2 separate regions of the Rattus norvegicus genome follow, and region 1 is linked to region 2. The links are chromatin contacts, called in public Hi-C maps. All regions are on one chromosome and are shown on one strand. Each heading gives the region's core, a stretch centred on a gene start, on an enhancer-like site or on the middle of the called end of the contact. The rest is flanking DNA. Distances are from core to core; before and after follow the strand shown.

Evidence for each region. A called contact is a pair of places that touch in the nucleus more often than the background predicts.
Region 1: a contact with region 2 is called in a Hi-C map of mammary epithelial cells, with 2.2 times the contacts expected there. The contact joins the promoter of Pgm2 here to the promoter of Klf3 in region 2. A contact is called at or near these places in 2 of 12 Hi-C or Micro-C datasets (frontal cortex and mammary epithelial cells).

Annotation. Positions count from the first base shown.
Region 1 is chr14:44,551,880-44,556,393 of GRCr8, reverse strand. Pgm2 (phosphoglucomutase 2) reads left to right here and starts at 2,974. Exons shown (of 14, transcript NM_001106007.3): 1 at 2,974-3,148. The coding sequence starts at 3,044.
Region 2 is chr14:43,849,076-43,853,728 of GRCr8, reverse strand. It overlaps Klf3 (KLF transcription factor 3), which reads left to right and starts at 2,903. Exons shown (of 6, transcript NM_001105742.2): 1 at 2,903-3,093.

The DNA.
Region 1 (4,514 bases), core at 1,725-4,224, 700 kb before region 2:
GAGAATGGGTCCAAGCAAGGGATGCTGGCAAATATCTATAATCTCAGTTACTGAGGCAGGAGGATCATAAATTTCAAGCCAGCTTTAGCTACAACTATAGCCAGTTTAAGACCAATTTAGACAAGCTTTGGCAACCCAGTCTCAAAGAAAAGAAAAAATGTGAAGATTAGGGGTTGGGGTTGGGGATAGAGCTCATGGCTAAGGGCTTGGCTACCACAAGCAAGGCCCTGATCAACTTTCATAGTAGGGAGGAAGGGCAGAGCAGACACAGAATTCCTCCTTCCCAAATATAACCAGTCTCCTAATGCCCATAGATTAATTCTTCTGTAGTTTTTTAACTTTTAAAAATTGAGATATGAAACAGTGAGGTGACTCACCAAGTAAAGTCTGTAAAAGTATCTTCTATTTGCCTAATGTAATTGTTGTCTCTGATACTTATTTCCTCTGTCTACTAGCCTAGGCCTAGTCCTGGAAACTTCTAGCCTCCGTACATTCTTATCTAGGCCTAGAACGTTTTCAGCCTCTGAGACTTGCTGCTGACTAAGCTCTATCCTCCTTCTCGTTCTCTGACTGTCTTTCCCTGTGTCTAGCTTGTTCTCTCTCTCTCTCTGTGTAACCTGTCTCTTTAAAACTGCCCTCTCTCCTCTCTGTGTTGCTTTTTTTTAAGTAGCCTCTCTTTCCTCTCTGTTCTGTTCTCTCACATGTTTCTCTGATCTGTCACTTTGCCACTCAATTAGACATCACTTTCAAACAGGGTTGCTTCCTTCTATAAATGAACTTTACCTTCATTGTTTGGGATTAAAGGTGAGTACAAAGGGTGTATCCCAGCCGGAGGGATTAAAGGTGTGAAGGTGTGTGCTGAGGCTCAGTCATACCACAACTAGAAACAGGTTTCTCCAGTAAACAACATGAGCTCAGAGTTCAGAGTGTGATTAAATAGCCTGCAACAAAAGGCACTTGCCACCAAGTCTGACAACTTGAATTCAATCCCTAGGACCAATGTGGTGGAAGAAGAGAACGGACACATGCACACACACTCCATAGATAAATGTAGTTTCAAAACTGAGATATGACTTAGCTGACAGCCATGGTTCTAAGTTGTGATGAGCACCTAGATCCAGACAGCCACAAACTCAGTGACTATAAAACCATCCCTTCTCTTCACCCCAGTGACCTTTCTAGTGAACCCCCATATCCAGTTCTGGAAAACACTGATTTGTTTTCTTTCCTAGTGCTTTTTTTTTCTTCAATTTTTATTAAATTGGGTATTTCTTATTTACATTTCTGGTTTTGGGTTTTTTGTTTTGTTTTGTTTTGTTTTTTTCTTTTTTTCAGAGCTGGGAACCAAACCCAAGGCCTTGTGCTTGCTAGGCAAGCGCTCTACCACTGAGCTAAATCCCCAACCCCTCTTATTTACATTTCAAATGTTATTCCCTTTCCTGGTTTCCTGTCCATCAGCCCACTATCCCCTCTCTCTCCCCTTCTACATGGGTGTTTCCCTCCCCACCCACCCCCCATTACTGCCCCCCAACAATCCCTTACACTGGGGGTCCAACCTTGGCAGAACCAAGGGCTTCCCCTTCCACTGGTGCCCCAACAAGGCTATTCACTGCTACCTATGCAGTTGGAGTCCAGGGTTAGTCCGTGTATAGTCTCTGGGTAGTGGTTTAGTCCCTGGGACCTAGTGCTTTTCTTATTGTCTGTCAGACCCAGTGTCTGTCAGAGGTCTGAATTCTTTTACTCTATGGGATGTTTATGAACTACATCCATGAGGTTGTATACAGTCCTTCATTCTCATTGGGCTGAGTAACTCGTTATGAGCAACCATAATGCATTTATATTCTTTAGTATGAATATACCACTATATATTTATCCTTTCTATTGTCGGTGATCTGGATGTGCCTGATTGGAGCTTTTTGTGACTAAAGCTGCTAGAAACTTTTTAAATATATTTTTTAATGTTTGGGGGGTTTGCCTGCATATATGTCTGTGAAGCATAGATATATGTGACAATGGAGGTCTGAAAAGGATGCAGGATTCCCTGAAGTTTCAGATGGTCTTGAGCAGCCAAGTGAGTGCTGATAATCAAACCTAGGTGCTCTGGAAGAACAGCCAGTGTTCAACTGTTTTGCTTTTTGTTTGCTTGCTTGGTTGTTCTTTCTTTTTAGGGTTATTTGTTTGTTGAGACAAGGTCTCATGCTGTAGCCCTGTGACCTGGAACTCACTTCGCAGGTCAGGATCAGAACTCACAAGGGTCCCACCTCAGTCTCTCAATAGTTGAGACTACAGGAGTGAGAGAGGCACCACCTCGTGCAGCTCGAACCATTCTTGCTTGTGCTCCCTCATGGCCAATCAAGTGTGTACATCCCCCAGCTGACCTGGAATTCTCGTTTTGTGTGTGATGACTTCAGGAAGATGAGTCGACATTCCTTTTACATTTTCTAGTGTAAAAATCCAGTTGACTCAGCATCTTCAAGTGACAACTTGTCCTTCAGGGTGCTCTTCTGACATAAACTGTCTTCGTCAAGTGTTACCTCATTTCTGGTTTGCTGGAATAAATTTGGTCGTGATTTATTCCCCACTTGGCTCTTCTTTGTCAAGATTTTTTCCCCCTCTGCTATTCTCTAATTTAATTTACATTTTCAGACAGGATCTCACTATGTACCCCTAGTTAGTATGGAATTCACTAACGTAGATCTGATTGGCCTCACGGAGACCTGCCTGCCTCTCCCTTACTGCTACTGGCCTGTGCAGTCAGACTAGCATCCCAGGCGTATGGGCACCAAATGCGCGCGTGATGTTTGATGGAAGACAATGGGAGACTACTAGAGTAAGGCGATCCTCCTGCTCTCCTAGCCACCAATCATTCTCCAATTTCCTAGCCCTCCCGGAGGCACACCTTCTAATGGCAAGTCTGGAACTGGGCGGGGCTGCTGCACGTCCTCTTCCCTCTGGTTCACTAACTACGCCTCTGTCCCCGCCCTCTCTCCGCCCCTCCAGAAGGGTGACCGGGCCTCCTCCGCTGGGTTGTGGCTCGGACAGGATGGCGGCAGCGACACCAACACAGACACCGGCTCCCGAGGCCAGCGGCTTGGGAATGGACGCGCGACTGGACCAGGAGACCGCGCAGTGGCTACGCTGGGACCGGGTAAGGGCCGATCTCCGGCTCTTGGGTTCCCTGGAGCTGTGACGTTCGGGGTAGGAAGCCGGGCCCAGCTTCCTTCCTTCCCTGCCCCGCCACACAGAGCCTGATCGGCATAAACTGTGGCGGGACTGAGACAGCTGTGTGGCTCGCCCGGCTGCTAGACCGGGTAGAGGAGCGAGGTGGGAAGGGGTGAACGTAGAGGGACTGGGGCCCAGGGTAGTACACGCACAAAAAGATTTCTGAAGTTCTATGACAGCCTGAGCATCCTCATCCATTCAGAATCCGCTCTGTCCCGCCTTTTCAGGACCCGGACTTCTCCACTGTTCAGACTACCTTTCCTGATTACATGGTTACTAAAGGGTCCTTGATGGACCAGGCTGACCGGGAGTTTTCCAGAGGAAAGGTGACAGGATACGCTTTGGTTCCAGATGCGTCTTTCCCCTGTAACTCTGTCTTATGGCTGAAGCAGTCAGGCGACCAGCTCCAGACATCACTTCCTTAGCCCTCTACAAGTTCTCTCTGACCTGTGCTTTTGTGTGCCTTGCTGCTTCCTCACAATGTTCCTCTTGCCTGTGTTCTGCTGACTTTATTTCTCTTCTCGTTACTCCTGTGTGAACTTATTAGGCCTTTCCCGTCACCCAAGTGCAATTTATTTAATTCAAATATTCGCTCTAGACTGCCCTGTCTTTTCATTCCCATCTCTTACTGGGATTGGAAGAAACAAACCAGCAACCCCCTTACTGGTTTGTTTGTGTGTTTGTTTGTTTGTTTAAAGTCTATCAGTGTCCAGAGCTGACTTCAGAAGGTGACACCCTTGCAGATCCACTGAACTGGTGTTCAGGGAAGGGCCTATGCTATATTTTAAAGCATTACCTTGAGATTATTGTTAAACATTGAGTCTTTCATTTTAATTGTGCATTGGCCTCCGAAAATTATGTAGCTGGTGCTGTGTGTCTCTGCTGCCTTCCATGGTGCACAGCATTATATAGTATTATACTACATGTCTATGGTAGATCCCTGAAACATTTATTGACTGGATAGAGGCGGCAAGGCTCAGCAGAGGCCATTTCCCCACTGAAAAGTCAGGCCTTCCTGTTTCCAGGATGCCAGTGCCAGCTCCTCATTGTGGTTTTTGTTTTGTTTTTCCTGGACAGTTAAAGCATTCCAGGATGTACAAGGGAAGGAAACTGTTTCTGATAACTTAGTAACTTGCATTGTGTGGCCTTCCCTAATGCCTGAGTTAAGAAACCTGATAGTCAGGCTACCATACCACTTGACTAAGTGAGTGGGGAAAGAACTGCTTTGCTCAGACTCTGAGATGGTTTTATCCTTCCTGATTGGAAAGGTGTCAGAGCTGTTCCTGTCATAG
Region 2 (4,653 bases), core at 1,654-4,153:
ATTTTGAAATCTTAATTGCTCTTGGAAGCTCCCGTGGCACTGCTTACAGTTTACCATGGACCAGTGTGCGCACCACACCCTCTGGGGTTGGGGAGTGACCCCGGGGTGAGGTGATTCCACCCACAAAAAACGGCTCCCTCCACCCAGGGTGTGCAGCACAGAAAAGCTCTGGTCTGCCAACAGGCACACTCTGGTTCTTGGCTGTGGCTCCACGAATGTGGACAAGTCCCTCTGTTTCCTCATTTCTAAAATGGGGACGAAGACCTGACCCCTCCGCCTTTGTACAGTTAACTGTGAGGATTTCCGTATTTACTCGGGTAAAAGCTGCCAATTTTTCTCAGCGGCTTTATGGACCAATTGCAGGTGCATTGGCTAGCAAGACTAGTACCCTAATTGGGAGCCTTCAGAATGTAACTTTTGATCTTGTGTCCAGAGAGGCTTGGGAAGAAGGGGCAGGTTAAAAATTATCCCTGTTGGCTACTGTGAGATGACCACTGAGCCTCATTCATTTCCCTGCGAGGACCGGTCTTTTCACAGAAGGCCCCTCAGAGTGTAGTCCTCTCTGAGTTACCAGTGGTGTGCCAGGTCCTCAGCCTTGAAGTCAGACAGTAGACTTGGGTTCGAGTCCTGGCTCTCCAGCTGTGTGAACGTGGCAGCTTGTTAGGCCCCGCCCTTTGAAGTGTTTTCGTTGTGAAATGAGAAGGCAGTTCCCACTCAAGGCACGAAATGACACAGATGGATAGAGAACAGGACATTCGTCATGAAGGTGGTGGTAACCAGCCAGACTGACATCTCTGTTGTTATTGAGTCTGGGTATCTCCATGTAGCCCAGGCTAGTGTCAGAGTTGTAGCAGTCCTGTGTATCCCTCCAGAGGATTGGGAATACCAGCATGTGTCCCCCACACCAGGCAGAAGTATCATCATTAGAAAACAAGAAAAACCCACCAGCTACAGCTGGCTCCTGTCCCCTGCCCTCTTACTGTTCTTGTAGGTTTCAGAGCCCTTGAAACTAGGCTTATTTAAAAGTCCCACAGGGTGGATATGGGAAAAAAAGTGTTGGAAGATGACAGTGGGAAGAACTCCAGCGGCTATGTAGGCCAGGCTAAGGGTAAGGGCAGTAATTTTTTAAAGGAAGTTTTGATCACTAATTTCCTGTAGGTCTGGGCCCGCCCTCCCTCCCCCTTGGAACCTGTTTAAGGAACATTTCAAGTGTGTTCAGGAGGAGATGACTTGGGAAGTCCTTCTCAAGGCTTGGTCACATAATTAATTATTATTATTGGTGGGGAGGGGTTGCTTGTTTTGTTGTTACTCCTCTGGGCCTAGCATAGAAACATCTTTGTTTTTGCTATTCCTTCTGAGTAAGAAAGCTTTCTAAGGTGTCAGGGAAGAGACCTGCCTGGACCCCACTGGTAGGGGTAGGAGACACACCCTTCTAGCTTGGTGAGGTAAGAGGCGGCCAACCTGGATGTAGTGGGGAGCAGTCAGCTGGCCACATAGGGTGGGGGGAGCCTCGAGCAGGTCTTTGAAGAATTAGAAGGATTTAGATTAGCCGGAAGGGGAGGGGGCGTACCACACTGTTGCTCAGCGCCTGGGCCAAAAATGAACAAAAGCTTGGTGTTGGGGAGGGGGAGTCGGCCGCTTGGGGAGCTTGGGCTGGTTAGGAAGCTGGTGACGGGCACAAGCAGCCAACCTCACCCTGGCAGCCCCAAGCTACCTTGGAAGAGGGGCAAGATGAGGTATAGGCTGCTGGCTAAAGGGCTGGGCTGCATAGCTGCCTCCCCTCCCGTCCCCCAGGACTCCAGCGGGAGGCCCGAGGACCTGGCCCCCTGTGGCTGTGGTGGAATTGGAGAGAAAAGGGGTGGGGCAGACTTCATGGATGACCTTAGGTTTCCATGGTGAAAGACGGAAAATAAGGCCAATGGGAGTTAAGGAGGGGCAACCTCCTAGAGCAGGGACTGGGGGTTGGGGAGGAGGGGGGTTGGAGAGGAGGAGGGTTGGTCTGGACTGGAGCCACGTTGCCCAGTAAAGGTTTGCAAGTGCTTTCTGGTTTGTGTTTACTCTTGAAGGGGAGGGCACCTTCCCCCTGCACAGTTTTGTATGGAAGGTGCAGTCCTTAGGTAAAGTTCAGTGGGACTCCAGGCACTGGGAACTACACTCTGACAGTTCTTTCTGGTTATTTTTAAGGTTCCAGCCATCCTTGGTTCAGGGTGGAATTTCCAGGAACTGGCTGCAGCCTGGAGCCAGTCAGGTCCCTCCCTGTCTTCCCACTCCCTGCAGGGTGGGGCCCCATGGGTGGAGGCCTAGCAGGGTGGAGTGAGGTGGGTCTCCAGTGATAGGGAGGGCACCTAGTGAGCCAGGCAGATGAGAGGCCCTGTGGCCTCACACAGCCTTTCTGGATTTGATTATATAACGCCTCAGCGAGGAGAGCCGTGAGGGCTTAGGCGAGGCTTTTTTTTTTTTTTTTTTTTTTTGAGCCGGGTACACAGCAGGATTAAGACATTGCGGGTATATTTCAATTTATCCTGGGTCGCTTGCCCTTAAAACTAAAACACAAAATTGTCAGCGAGCGTAAGGAGGAAAACAAATGTGTAACCCAAGCACTAACCAGGTGCCCTTGAACTTGAGAGCTGGCGTGAAGGATAGATACAGGTTTGGGTCTCCGCAGCCCTTAGACTAGCTTGGAGAGCTGGAGGGAGTGTGTTTGGTGGCTGCCTTTCCACCTGTCCTTATTTACATGTAAAATCAATTGCTTCACTCGGTCTTTCCGAAGTACAGGGTGTGGGCAGAATCTTATCTGAAGCTGTGTCCTGTTTGGACAAGTTGGACTCGCCCTGGCAACTCTCCATGGGGTGGAGCCGATGGGTGGAGGCAGAAAAGTAAAATTGGGTGGCTCGTTCAGAGCGGGGAGGGCGGATCACTGGCTCCTTGGGTCACTGCATCCCATCTGACACGAAATAGTGAACTTCTCCCTTTTACAAAACAACGTTAGTGCAGAAATAAGTGCACTAACGTTGAAATAACGAAGAAATAAGAGAGGCAAAGACTCGGAGACCCCCAGTGGGATTCTGTTCAGGTCGACAGTGGAAGAGCGAGGTGGGTGAGTCCTTGGATGGTGTGAAAACGGGACACCCTTCCAAGGTAGGTGCCAGCACCACAAAGCAAACCTGGCTTAGGGTGCCTGCCCCTCTGCCTTTCTGGCCATTGCATGGTACTTCCTGTAGTACTCGTCACTGGGAGCACTCAGAGTTTGCTGGGGAAATGTACAGAAAGGTTTCTTGAGAAAGGAAGTTCAGCTCCAGGGCCGGTGCTGGCCCTCCTGGCCAAGATACACAGTGAGCTCCGATCTTTGCCCTGTCAGTTCCTTTGGAGAGAGGGTGGGGACCAGTAACGTGCTTACTTCCTCTTTTGAGAATTGGAACTCTCCGGGAGTGAAAAAGGTACTCACTGATTGTTGCTTGTCTAGTATCTGTTCTCTGGACACCTGGCTGAGTTCCCCTTTGCAGGAAGCAGGTAATTGGGACAAGACTTAGGGTCAGGCTAGGAAGAGAAAAGAGCGGCAGGTCTTACTTTGTCCTCAACAAACTGAGAACGCTTGACTCTATTCAGCGCCCCCAACCCCCTTTCTTTGCCTCCCTTATGAAGCAGCTGTGCCGTGAGCCTCACAGACCGCAGGAGCGCTATCATTTCTAGAAGTCACCTAAATGATTCTCCAGGCTTCTAATATATAGTTCTACAGTAACATGCTGACAGAAATCTGACCCTCGGTTTGATAATCTGCAGTCAAAAGTAGAAGAGGGGAGGGCTCACAGAGGGACGTCACTGTTAAATGAAAATTCGGTTTTACAGACTCTTCCCCACAAAATGACCCAGTTGTTCCATTATGGGAAGTTACTTGGGGGAAAAGTGATTTCCCTATTTGTTGGTTTTTAAGCACTTCAGTAACTTTTGGAAACAAAAATAAGTTTTGCCCCCACACCATGCTGTTTCTCCCCCTGCCATTGCTTAATTCAGGTTGAGAGTGTTTAGCCAAACCAGAACTAAGATGTAAAGAAACAACCACATTTGAGGCTTTCTCATCTCTGCAGTGCCTACATAAAGTGGTTAATAGAATTCCTCAGCTTGGTTAAAACCCACAAGGTTTTAAAGACCCTGAGGCTGGTACACGCCAATCTTCTGCCAGCCTCTTAAGGCTCCATAGCCTGTTCTTGTGCGCCACCTACTGGTTCTCTTTAGAATCGCTGCCAGTGTGTAAGTGTCATGGTTTCAGAATCCCCTTTTAAAAATGAAGGTGTGGTAGTATGCATCTGTCACTCTAGCACTTGGGAGGCAGGTGGAGCTCTAGGTCAGCCGAGGCTGTATAGTGAGACTTTCAAAAGAAAAAAAACGAGCTCTCAGAGAAGGATAAAAGTGCAGAGCACTGCCCCTGGGTAACAGCGGCTGCCAACCAAGTTTAAAGATCTCGACTCTTACAGGTCTCAGCTTACGTTTTAGTTACGTGGAAGACACACTGCTAGTGCCATACTCATTATTTCCTGGTTTGAATATTAACTTTAATTCCAGTCTGAGGGATTGAATCCAGGGCCTTGTGGTGCTAGGTAAGCATTCTGCCAAGAGTTGTACCCCCTCTTCCCTGGTTCCTCACCAGAACCCATC